Regions from separate parts of the Mus musculus genome. Here all the other regions are linked to region 2. Evidence: chromatin contacts called from public Hi-C data. All regions are on one chromosome and are shown on one strand. The core of a region is the stretch at or near the end of the contact, and the rest is flanking DNA. Distances in the headings are between cores, read along the strand shown.

Region 1 (4,013 bases), core at 607-3,106, 590 kb after region 2:
ATAGAAGGAGGCATGCCAGCAAACCATTTGACCTTAGGTATAGATTACTATGGCAACTGTTGATCTGCAGACAGACACCACCACCATGCCTACCATCCTTCATCCTTACTGATGCCACATGGCATGATCAACAACACCCTGGTGAGTATCCATGAAGTGCCCAGGACAATAGGGATAGTATCAGAAGGAGGGGATGCAGGATTATTTATTAGCCCGTTTAGGTAGATTTGAGAGGGACAGAGAATGAGTCAAAGAGCTAAGATGACTGTCAGTGGCCAGTAATGCCATCACTATCAACTCCAGACAAGACAAGAAATGTAGTCATCCTACAAAAACAGGAATTGAGAAAGAGGTGTGAAGCAAACATCTCATGAGACCCTCAGATGTCTAGCTGTATCAAATTCTGCAACTTTTAAGGATCTCCTACTCAGTCTTGGTCACCAAAGTCTTGCTAGATGCGTTTTCTGGGGTCCCTGTGCACCAGGGCCCCCACCACGTTGTCTTGTCCTGCTTTTCTCTTGTCCCTTCATCCATTCAAGGTTAGCTCAAGAGGGTAGATCAAGTGGCAGCCCTGTCTCCCCATATCTCTGCCATTTGCTACCCCACAGAGGCTCCATCACAACTATTTCAACAGGAAAGACAATGGCGATCAAGCTAACATATCTGGAAGATAGTAAATTACTCATATGGAGCTGAGAACCACCCAGGCTCTGGAGGCACATTAGTGGGATTAATTGAGCAAGGACTGAATAGGATTCTAGTGAGTCTTGGTACTTCTGCAAACCTCCTGAGCAGAAGGGGTCATGGGGAAGAGCTTCTACTTTTTTCTTTTGTTGAGGAACTACAGTCCCAGGAGTCTTCTTGCAAAGACAGTGCTTGATGACACACGCCGGTTTAGAAACGGTTTGCAGTGGGTAAACTCAGATCTTCCCACAGGCTACTTCTCTAACTCTAAGCCAATCCCAAAGCAGAACTAGCACTTCTTGAGGAATGGAACTGTCTACTCGTCTCTACATGGGAAAGACAGGCTAAGAGGAAATAAATACAAATGCTCTTATTCCCCAGGCACAGTCTCTTTCTTCATTCATTCAGTGGATACTTGTGGGTCACCTCTTCAGGGTAGGTTCAGTGGCTCTATGTTAGACTCACCACCTCCTGTGCCATTTATCAGATCCACTATGGTTTTACCAAGGGTTTACAGAAATGGAGGGTTTGATGGTTTTACAGTACACTAGGAAATGCATGTATATTTCCCCATGAGTCCTCACAAGCAAGAAGTATTATATTATGCTCTGTGAGAGACTTGGAAATCTGTACAAGGCCATATAGCCCTGCCTTTAGCTATCTGGCCTCCGTCTCTTGACTTTGACTCCTGTGTTGCAAATACAGCTCCCAAGAGTGTCAAAGAGGGAGTTTTCACTTCTGGTTAGGGGAGCTCTGAGATCTACAGAGAATAGGTGAGCTCTGGTTATACATCTGCAGGAGACAGGATGTCCTCACAGGTAGGAAAAGCATCTAAGTGCATTAGAGCTGCCTAACCAAGTACACTAGTACCTGATTCTTTTCACTCAAGGGATGCTACCTGGTTCTTAAGCTTGGATTTCTCATCATCTATTTTTTTCCAACATTTATATAGAAAGAAGGAAAATAAACCCTGAACTTCCCAGACTTGGGACCTACTGATAGCCTCACATATCTGCCATGAAACACCAAATTGCTTTACAGCATATCTCTCGCTGAGCTTAAAGCCTCCAGGAGAACTAAATTCAAAGAAATGAGCTGTGAATTGTTTCAGTTAGGGGGTTGCCAGTTCCAGCTGGGGATTGTGGCAGCTGACCCATGATAGGGGATCTTGTCCCCTTAGCAACGGTAGAAACCACAGTGCCCTACTTCACTGAGTGATCCTTGGCTCACTTGTGGCTAACAGCTTGCTGTCTCCCTGTGGCAGTTTATCTGTGTAACTGATAGCTAATTAATTTGCAAAGCCCTCTAGAAATCTGACACAGATGGCTTGAGTGTCTTTGTGGACCTAAATTGTGACCTTTTGAGAGGTAGTTGTCATTTGTTAATACAGTTCAGCCTGGCTGACCACAAACTTATCTTGAGGCTTCCTGGAAGGCCAACATCTATCTTTAGCTTTTGTGCTGACTCCAGGCATTAAGGACCTTAAAGGAATCTACACCGTATAGATGAAATCTAGCCCTATCCTGCTAAACCTCAGTGCACTGTAGCGTTGGAGCCCAGGAGTCTTCTGGGTTGTTCTCCAGCTCCCTACCTACTTACATCTACTTTTAGTCTATAGATTTTTATCAGGTGCCCCTGTCTTCTTTACTAGATTATAAACATCTCAAGGACAAAGATGAGTAGAACTATCTATGCCATCTTGCTGTCCACTCTGAATGGACATAAAAGTTTGCAGTCCCACCTAGTGCTTAGCATCAGGGAGTGACCCATTTTGTGCTAGATCTGGGCAATTGGAAAGAACATTTTACCGGGTGTCCCTTGTGAACAGGGCCTCATGTTGGTGGTACATAGTGCTGAGCACAAACAGTGCCCAGTGCATATCGAGTGCTACAAGGGACTGGTGAATGAGTGAATGAATCTCAAAACACATGCCTGAATCTATGATAGTGTTCTCAATCTCGGTGGACTAGGGGAAGATGGTGGATACACTTCTGAAGTACAGGGTGGAAGATGGACCACAGAAGGGTATTCAGAGCACTGCCAGAGCAGAAAAGAGACCTTTGAGGCAAATTAACATGGTGTTCCTCTGTAGGACCTCTGCCCTCTCACAGGCTTTGACCCTGTGGAGTCTGAGTTCAGGACTGGGATTCTAGTCATTATTTGTCTCCCTCTGCCATTGATGTTCCTCGGACTTCCATGGTCACAACAGTAGTTTCTTCTATGTGAACCTCTTACTCTGGCTTGTTGTGAAGCTATCTGACCCCTAAAGTAACAACTCAATGATCCCCACGTATACCTTGTCCCCAACCACCACTGCCTGTGGACCTCTGCCCTAGAGTTCACTGTGTCTCCTTTAGAGCAGCACCACAAATGTGGGCTGCCCTCTAGGTCCACCCACTGGCTCTGGTAAGCAAGGCTCAGGCAGGGCAGGACTGTCTCTGGCTTAACATCCTGGCTGAATCCCAGTGACTGGATGGGCAGCCATGTTAAGGGAAGGAATGCCAGTGAGAGAAATGAATTCATTCAAGCAGGAGGGGTTCTGCAAAAGGTGCTAAAAAAAGTTGTCCCCCCACTCATGTCTCTCTGAATGTCCCTTCCTCCAAAGCTCTGTCACTCCTCAGTGCATGTGGGGGAAAGCCCCACTTCAGCTGATTCCACTTGCTTGCTCTTCCTCACTGAGGCAACTTCTACAAAGTTCTTACACCATCTGCCTGTAACTTCCCAGCATGCTCTGCACAGAGCTGGCTTTTTACAAGCCAGCTGAATCTGTCTACTACATAGCAAGTACTAAATTTAGCTTCTGCCCCACTGTTTGTAATTCATGTTTGCAAAGGACACCCAGCAAGGTTTCTAAATGACTGTTTTGAGTTTCTGCATTGGACTTGTTGGGTGGGGTCCTTGAGACATAGGCCCCAGACTCTGTTCTGGCTCTGTTCGGACTAAGTGTGGACTGTGGGGAAATCACTGAACTCTCTGAGGGGTTTTCAACTTTGGAAATGGGAATGACAGAGAGCAGTTTGTAGGCACTACTGCCTGCCATTTTTCTCGTTAGAAATAGGCTTCTCTCTCACCCAGCAGCATGCTCGTAGCTTTCCCTGCTACAGACAGACACATTATGAAATGATATTTACTGCATATATAACAGTAAATTACATGAAGTCACTTGGTATTCTAATTTCAAGCCAAGGGAAAATTTGAAAGAGAGCAATGTGTGCACATCCAGTCATCTGAGTCCTCATGGAAGTTGCCTAACCCCATCCTCTCTCCCCCTTCCTCTTGAGTATATTTGTTTTAGTGAACTGTTTTAGAATGATACACTCCTACGTAAA
Region 2 (4,068 bases), core at 345-2,844:
AATGTGGTTGCACCATCCCACAAACTGGAAAGCCTCTAGACAATAAAAGGGGGTAGCAGGAGACGGCCAGAGAACACCAACATTCTCCTTTCTCTCCTTTCTGAGCATCATGATATGAAGAACACTACTCCACCAAGCTCTCCCCACCATTATTCCAAATACTAATAATGCAAAAGAAATAACTCTTCCCTTAAGTTGTTTGTGCCTGACATTTTGGTCACAGTGATGAAATCCTAACTAATACAGAGGTACAAAATCTTCAGTGGGTTCCTATCATGGTCTTCCTAGATTTCTTTGTTTTCATTTTGTGTGTATGAATGTTTTTTCTGCATATATGTATGTGTACCACATACATGCCATCCCTGGTGCTCACGGAGAACATAAGAAGACATCAGATCCCCTAGAACTGGAGATAGAGTTAGAATGTGCCATATGGGTACTTATAACTAAATCTGAGTCCTCTGCAACAGCTGTAAATGCTTTCAACTGTTGTGATATCGCTATATCTCCGATCCCTATTATTCTTATAAAGTTGTTCTGTGGTCATTGAGAACTGCTGTGGTTTGAATGTGAAATGTCCCCTACCCACTGTTGGCTCATGTGTCTGAACACTTACTCCCCAGGGGGTTTTACTGTTTTGGAATACTGTAGAACCTTTGGAAGGCAGAGTTTTGCTCGAAGTAGATTATGAATGTTAGAAGAGATGTCAAGGCATTCTAACCGGACCCAATTCCTGTTCACTCTCTGCTTCCTGGCTGTCAGTCACTGCCATCAGCCAACTTTTGGCTTCTGTCACCATGCTTTTCCCACCATAATGGACTGTATCCCCCACCCTCAGAACTATAAGGCAAAATAAACCCTTTCTTTCTTAAACTTCTTCTTGTCAGGTATTTGGTCCAGGGATGATAAAAGTGACCATGTAACTAGAACAAGTTAAGCAAAAAAAAAAAAAAAAGGAAAAAGAAAAAAAAAGTAACTAGGACAAAGATCAACTTTCTATTATGGTAAAACTTAAAATTTACCATTTTAGCCATTTTTTTCCCAGGGGGAAATTTCATGGCATCAGTAGGTTGAATTTGGGGACAACCATCTCCTAAACATTTTCATTCTTCTTAGTCCCTGGGTCAGGTAATTGATATGACCAGATTCTCCTGCACAGGACACAAGTGCAGGAAAGCAAGCAAAAATAAGAAAATGTAAGCTAGCATGTCTGTTTCCACAGGGAGAGAGCTGGTAATTGTACAGAAGTCAAATTTGATCCCTGTGAGAAAGCATGCCATGCTGAATAGAAGTGGCCATTGACATGGAAGAAGGCCACAGACTTCCAAGTGTCCCACAGGGAAATATTCATAGGTGGCCACGGTTAATTGCACTTGTGAGAAAAAGACAGTGAAATACAAAGCAAACTGGAGTTGCCAGGTTTTACACACACAGACACACACAGACACACACACACACACACACAGACACACACACACACACACACACATACACTGTAGGCATTTACCAAAAGAATCAGGTTTAGAGGACTGAGAACTGGTTGGTTGGGTTCTTCTCCTTTTGAAAACAGATGTCATCTGTGATCTTTGCCCACACACTGCATGTGGTAACCCTTCTCACATCCTTTTGCTCCACCCTGAGTCTTATCTTCACTAACCCTTCACAAATGTCAAGCCTTATTTGGTGAAAATGAATGGTGTGGAAAAAAGGCTGAGTTTCACAAGCATGAGGTATCGCTGGGGGAAAGCAATATAATTCAATTCTGGGGATGGATATGAGACTTTCCAAACAGATGAGAAGACAGACAGCCCCCCACCAAGGCTGCCCACAGTTCTGGGATTCTGGCATCTGCCTTCTCACCTTGATAATATCCTTTTGCTGTCCATCAGTATCTTTCTCATCCCCCACAGACAGACATCCTTACATTCCCACAGCTGGAGGAGCATGTCCAAGACCCCCAAAATGCTCATACATGAGCTACACTTTACCTTCAGAGGTCACCATTGTACTCAGCTAACCCAACCACTATGTTCCTGAACAGCCAATATTGAGCAGCACTCTACGGGTCACAGAAATAATGAGAGGCAGGCAAGGAGTGTGACCTTCTGGAAAATGTCAAAGGAAACACCCGAGGGTAGATAGCAAGAGCATCAACTAGGGATCAGCCTATGGCCTGAATCTAACAGGCAACCTATATTTGTACAACTGACATAGTCTAAGAGCCATTTTCACATTTTAAGCAGTTGTAGACAAAAGTTTGAAGAAGAAAAATATTCCGTGATACAAATAAATGACGTGGAATTCAAGTCACTGAGTCTATAAATATGCTTTTACTAAAACACAGCCAGGCTTGCTCACACAGTGTCTGTGACCACTTTGGCACAATGATGACCTGTGAAGTCTTTGATGTGGCCATCCATACTTTCAGGATCCTGATCCTGGCTGTGATCATAATACCCTGTCCCCCTTGCCCTATGCATGGATTTAGGGACCAGCTCACATGGAATCTGTCACCACATACAAAGAACTGACACACATCTACATCTTCCTGTTTACTCAATTCTTCAATAGACAGTTTTTAAATCCACACTACGGGTTAGGTGGCAGAGATGCAAAACCAATCAAAAGAAGACAAGCTCTCCCTGTTTTTGCATGCGTAGAGTCCGATGAATTAACCAATGAAGGCAAGTGTCCGACTACAGCCTTGACCACCATTAGGAAGGAAGCTGCATTGCTAAGTGAGAAGCCAGACCCAGTGGGAGGTTGGGGGTGGGGCAAATCCCTTATAATGTGACACCAAGAGGAGGGGGTGGAAAGGGGACATTAATCAGACAAGGGGAATAGAAAAAGTCGTTCTGGCAGAGACTAGAATATCTGCAAGTTCCAGGAGGGACTGAGCGCGGGGATTTAAACAAAGGGCCACAGGGCTTTAGAGGGGGTCTGTGGGTCTGGAGTTTGATTGGGGCATGGTGTCAAGAGATATAAGACAAGCAGGAGTGGCAAGCAGATGCTCAGTTCTCACTCGTGTTTCTGCTTGTGACTCTCATTTTAGCATTCTTCACTCAGTCCCCAAAGAAACAGCCAGAGAGAACATGAGCAGGAGCCAAATGAGTTCACAAATCCTCAACCCAGTGCTTACAGTATCCAGCCTTGAATGTTTCATTAAGGGGAGTAAGTGAATGTAAATTGTCTGAGCTCTAATTTACTATAACTTGAAAAATATACCCTAAGTGATTTGAGCATCAGGGATATATCTCTGTCAAACAGACATGGGATAGCTCCATCAGAACATTCAGTATGTGTTAGGCCCAGAACACAGTAAGACCCTAACATTTGTTTGCTGTGACTAACTAACTATCACCACCACCATCATCATTGTCACCTTCTTAGAAGGGGGAACAAAATAGCCACGGGAGGAGATACAGAGACAAAGTGTGGAGCAAGGACTGAAGGAAAGGTCATCCAGAGACTGCCCCACATGGGGATCCATCTCACATACAGTCACCAAACCCAGACACTATTGTGGATGCCAACAAGTGCTTGCTGGCAGGATCCTGATATAGCTGTCTCCTGAAAGACTCCGACAGTGCCAGACAAATACAGAGGTGGATGCTCTCAGCCAACCTTTAGACTGAGCACAAGGTCCCTTATGGAGGAGCTAGAGAAAGGACCTAAAGAGCTGAAGGAGCTTGCAGCCCCCTAGGAGGAACAACAATATGAACCAACCAGTATCCCCAGAGCTTCCAGGGACTAAACAACCAACCAAAGAGTACACATGGAGAGACCCATGGCTCCATCTGCATATGTAGCCAAGGATGGCCTTGTTGTACATCTATGGGAGGGGAGGCCCTTTGTCCTGAGAAGGCTCAGTGCCCCAGTGTAGGGGAATGCCAGGACAGGGAAACAGGAGTGGGTGGGTTGGTGAGCAAGGGGAGGGGTATGGTATAGGGGGTTTTCGGAGGGAAAACCAGGAAAGGAGAGAGCATTTGAAATGTAAATAAAGAAAATATCTAAATAAAGAGAGAGAGAGAGAGAGAGAAAACTAAATCATTTCCCAAGAGATCAAGA
Region 3 (4,018 bases), core at 1,359-3,858, 610 kb after region 2:
AGCCTAGACCCAAGGTGCAAAAAGAGCTAAATGAAGTGACCATAGGCCTGTAGTCTCATGCTGTTCTGTGGACATGCCATCAACTCTCCAGCTTTGCTCATTCTATCCCCCAAGTAAGAATGGGTGACCCACAGGGCTGGGGAGAATATGAGAAAGAAGGGATGGGTACAGTTTCTACTACAGACACCAATGGGGCTACTGAGCAGGTGCTAACTTTAGAAATGAAGTGGCTGTGGCATGCTAAAGAAAAAACAGGCCACAAAGGCCTGCTCTTCGAGCTAGGTAACATGTGGCCAGTAACCTCTGTCTGGGTTCCTGTCCTTACATGATACATTTGTATATTCACTTCTCCATCCCTACTCATTCCCCAGGTATCAGCAAATATTTGGATTTTCCTTTTCTCCTCTTACCAAGTGGAGTTTGTATTTAGATGGGCCAAAGGTAGTAAGAAAGCCTCACATTGCCTCTCCTTTGTGTCAGTAACACTGAGATGGTCCAGCTGGAGCTGGTCTTGATTGGGAAAGAGTGTGCTTATCCTCTGTGGGAATGTTCCTTTGAGTCATGAAGTCCACATAATCCACCACAAGGCAGATTTTGATATATTCTGTTTTAATATGTGAATGAGCCAAGCTCTAGTTAGTTAAAAGAAGCCTTGCTTCAAATCACAGATCTCTAAAGTGGTGGTGTGTGGGTCAGCCCAGCTGATTTCAAATGCTCTGAGTTCCTCATGGCCAGCACAGATGTACTCTGTGACTCTCATTACTGACCATGGCCCTCCTTCCTTAGCCTCTTTCCTGCCTCGTTCATTATATGGCAGTATCTAAATGTTTAGATTTCTGAAAAAGGAATGAAATTCTACTTTGTATACAAGGTAAAGTCCTAATGGGTTTGTACCATCCTCTCATTTTGCTTCCACATTACATGCTACATGTATAAGTCTGCCTAAACAGGTAGCTTAAACGTTTGTCAAAATGTCTGCCATACAGTTTGTCAAAAAGTTTAGTCTCTTTTTAAATAAATAAAAAAACCACACATGCAATTTTTTATAAACCCATGGCTCTGAGAAGGCTTGAAGATGTCTCTGAGAAGAAAACCTGTAATCCCACCTCAGATATTTATTTCCCTGTAGAGATCAGAGTTCAGGGAAGACAGTGGGGCCCTAAAGCCAAATTTGCTCACTATGGCCACACTGATGTTCCCTGGAGGTTTAAGCCAGGCTCTGTGTCTTCTATTGGTTTGTCCTTTGGTGATAAGGAGAAGGAACACATTTAATGTTCCTGAAACCCTTTGGCAGAAAACCAAGTACAAGGCTGTCCCGGCGAGAGTTCACTGTCATAACTGTGAAAACATGGCTGTTAAAAAAGCTCCATGAGAATCTGCCTCTGCAACTGTGAATCTGTAGCCCCCAGAATCCCTCTGTTTTTTTCCCCTGGAATGCCTGCATGCACAATGGACTTTTGTGTTTTCTTTATTTCTGTTTCCTTTTGTTCTTACACTATAAACGGTGGCTTTGTAATGTTTCACAGTTTTAATCTGGAGTGTACAATGTGACCACATCAAGCCACGAACACCATGGTGAGCACAGGCTCTAATTAAAGGGTCTATTCTTGTCATAGATATTGTATTTTAGGAGTCATTTTAACAGTTTTTCATATGGGGATACACCAATCAGTTTTTCTCTGCCTGGAATTCTCTGGGGACAGCACAGAGAACCCTAACATAGAGTCAGCTCCATTTTGTTTCCCACACATATGCCTAGAGTGTCTGGCAAGCTCCAGGCTGTGCCCAGGGCTGCCTGACACTGAATACCCCCCGTGCTCAGTTTTCTAGGGGCTCACAGCCAGGTAAGGGCATCCTCTGACAGTCATATGGATGTGCCAGGGCAACTTTCAGACACTGCTTCAAAGGAAAACTTCAAGTAAAGGCTAGCAAAGCACAGAGTCTCTTCCAGAGGCTGGAGTTGCTGAGGGTAGCAGAGGTGAGGAGAGATCCAGTGTGACTAGGCAGAGGGACAGCTCATGCTGAGGCTCCTAGGTCTGGGAAAGACCTGTCGCTCTCAGCTGAGGGAGCTGAGGGAGTAAGCGGCTGTTTCCTAGTTGGGTAGGTACATCAGGCCAGGAACCATGTGTTTCTGTATCAGGAGCATCCCCTGCCCATCATGGTTACAGAATAGGAAGTTCTTAGTTTGGGTGGGCATGAAAGGCGGCATACCCTCAGGCACCCAGACTCTTGAATGGCAGCCCCAGCAGCTGGGTAGACTTTCAGGGAAGATTTATCTTGGGCTCCTTGATGGCCTGGCCTTCCCTGTTGACCTGTACCTCACTCTGCATTGGTACTTTTACTTATGGTAACCTCCAAGATTGCTTAAGGTTCCTGCCCCAGAGGCTGGCTCTACCCTTATCAGAACTCAGAACTTCTTTCTTCAAACCTAATCCAACTTGAGTGCTGCTTCTCATTTGTGGGGTTGTATCTGGGCCACAAAGAGAAGAGCCTCTTTTTGAAAAGTTTTGTTAGGGCAGTGTTAGAATCATTCAGTCACTGGCTCAGGCCAGCAGTCTTACAGAGCTAACCTCTCTGTTCTGACCCAGCTGTTTCTTGGGAACCTGTATTCCTTTCCAATGACTCATTAGAACACTTACTTTTGGTTTCCTCTTGTAAACATTTACATCGTTTATTGCTCATGACTCAGTTTCCCAAAATGAACAACACATTTGCGTGTGCTATTCCATGGTGATAACTGATTTCTGCTTCATTCACCAATCAGCACTTAGCTGACTCCTGATCTCTCTCAGCTCAGACTGCACAAAAGATTTAAAAGTTGGCCTGTAGGACTTTTAGACTGTGAGAAGTCAGAGCTGGAGTTATCAGTACAGGTCACTACACCACAGAAAGTGGCTTGCTAGGGAGCCAGCCTGCACAGCTAAGTACCAGGGTTCTACTGAACTTTCTGAAGCCAAGGCATACGCAATGGCTCTTATGATCATAGGACCTAGAATGTAGCCTTCGGTAAAGGAGGAAGAGGTAGGCTTACTCATTGCTGCTGGGCTCAGGGTTGGGCCCCAATGAGGAGTCACTAAATGAGTAAGTATAAGATGTAATCCAGAAGAAAGGGTTCTGATGCCCAGCCAACCGGTACAGTAGTAACTATCTTTGCTGCTTTGTAAGTGTGCTGTTTCCCTCAAACGTACCCTAATACTAATCTGCATCAACACATATGGGTTATGGAAAATCACTAAGAATGGGAGCAAATGTTGCTAGGCATTAGGAAGGAGATTTGCATCTTATCATTGCATCTCTTTAGCCAACTGGACTCACATGAACCGAAGAGCACACTTCCCAGTGCAAATGTCGTTAAAATCTCATACATACATACATACATACATACATACATGAGCTCATATTAAGGGGAGGCAGAATGTAGGTCATGTAGAGTGTCAGATGTCAACCTAAAGGATTTAAATTTTAACATACCTACAACAGAAAGTACTCACATTTTATGCACAGTCTCAACCCCACTAAAACCCCTACTGATTAGAGGTATGACGCAGTGCTCATCCACTCCAAGGAAGAAGGGTGTGTGTGTGTGTGTGTGTGTGTGTGTGTGTGTGTTTGTTGTTGTTGTTTTGTATTTTTAAACACAGAGCCTGAGGATCCCTGGAGGATCCTCACAATTGATTAGCCTGACACTTTCCTCCAAGTACCACAGATGTGGGACACACAGGGCCTAAAGAGGGCACCTGAAGAAATAGTACTAAGAATTTTTAAAATTATAATTATATATGTGTATGGTGTGTTTTGATCAGATTCACTTTTTTACTCTTCATGTTGGATACCTTCTTTACAACTAGTCTCTCTCCTTATCTGTTTCTCTCTCTCTCTCTCTCTCTCTCTCTCTCTCTCTCTTTCTCTCTCTCTCTCTCTCTCCCTCCCTCCCTCCCTCCATCTATCTGACTATTGTTGCTCTCCTAGTTTAACTGAAATTGCTTGTCTGTGCATGGATGGGAAGGAATATTCACAC

What was found. Hi-C and Micro-C count contacts between places; a contact is called where the count stands out from the background.
Region 1: a contact with region 2 is called in a Hi-C map of the G1E-ER4 cell line, with 6 times the contacts expected there. The contact joins two enhancer-like sites. A contact is called at or near these places in 3 of 484 Hi-C or Micro-C datasets (CD8 T cells, the G1E-ER4 cell line and muscle stem cells) and 1 of 115 datasets of contacts at active chromatin or transcription factors (memory CD8 T cells).
Region 3: a contact with region 2 is called in a Hi-C map of CD8 T cells, with 2.1 times the contacts expected there. The contact joins two enhancer-like sites. A contact is called at or near these places in 3 of 484 Hi-C or Micro-C datasets (CD4 T cells, CD8 T cells and muscle stem cells) and 1 of 115 datasets of contacts at active chromatin or transcription factors (memory CD8 T cells).

Annotation. Positions count from the first base shown.
Region 1 is chr15:66,813,519-66,817,531 of GRCm38.p6, reverse strand. All of the region lies in intron 41 of Tg (thyroglobulin), which reads right to left. The region is part of intron 1 of Sla (src-like adaptor); the gene reads left to right. Among named protein-coding and RNA genes, the nearest start is that of Sla, 16 kb to the left of the region's middle. Within about 2 kb of position 1,856, at least 70 of the 459 cell types and tissues checked have an H3K27ac peak or open chromatin away from gene starts, as enhancers often do. A contact at or near this core is called in CD8 T cells and the G1E-ER4 cell line, where this site is marked.
Region 2 is chr15:67,407,752-67,411,819 of GRCm38.p6, reverse strand. No RefSeq gene overlaps it. Among named protein-coding and RNA genes, the nearest start is that of 1700012I11Rik, 180 kb to the right of the region's middle. Within about 2 kb of position 1,594, at least 59 of the 459 cell types and tissues checked have an H3K27ac peak or open chromatin away from gene starts, as enhancers often do. A contact at or near this core is called in CD8 T cells, the G1E-ER4 cell line and memory CD8 T cells, where this site is marked.
Region 3 is chr15:66,794,476-66,798,493 of GRCm38.p6, reverse strand. The region is part of intron 41 of Tg (thyroglobulin); the gene reads right to left. All of the region lies in intron 3 of Sla (src-like adaptor), which reads left to right. Among named protein-coding and RNA genes, the nearest start is that of Sla, 35 kb to the left of the region's middle. Within about 2 kb of position 2,608, at least 58 of the 459 cell types and tissues checked have an H3K27ac peak or open chromatin away from gene starts, as enhancers often do. A contact at or near this core is called in CD8 T cells and memory CD8 T cells, where this site is marked.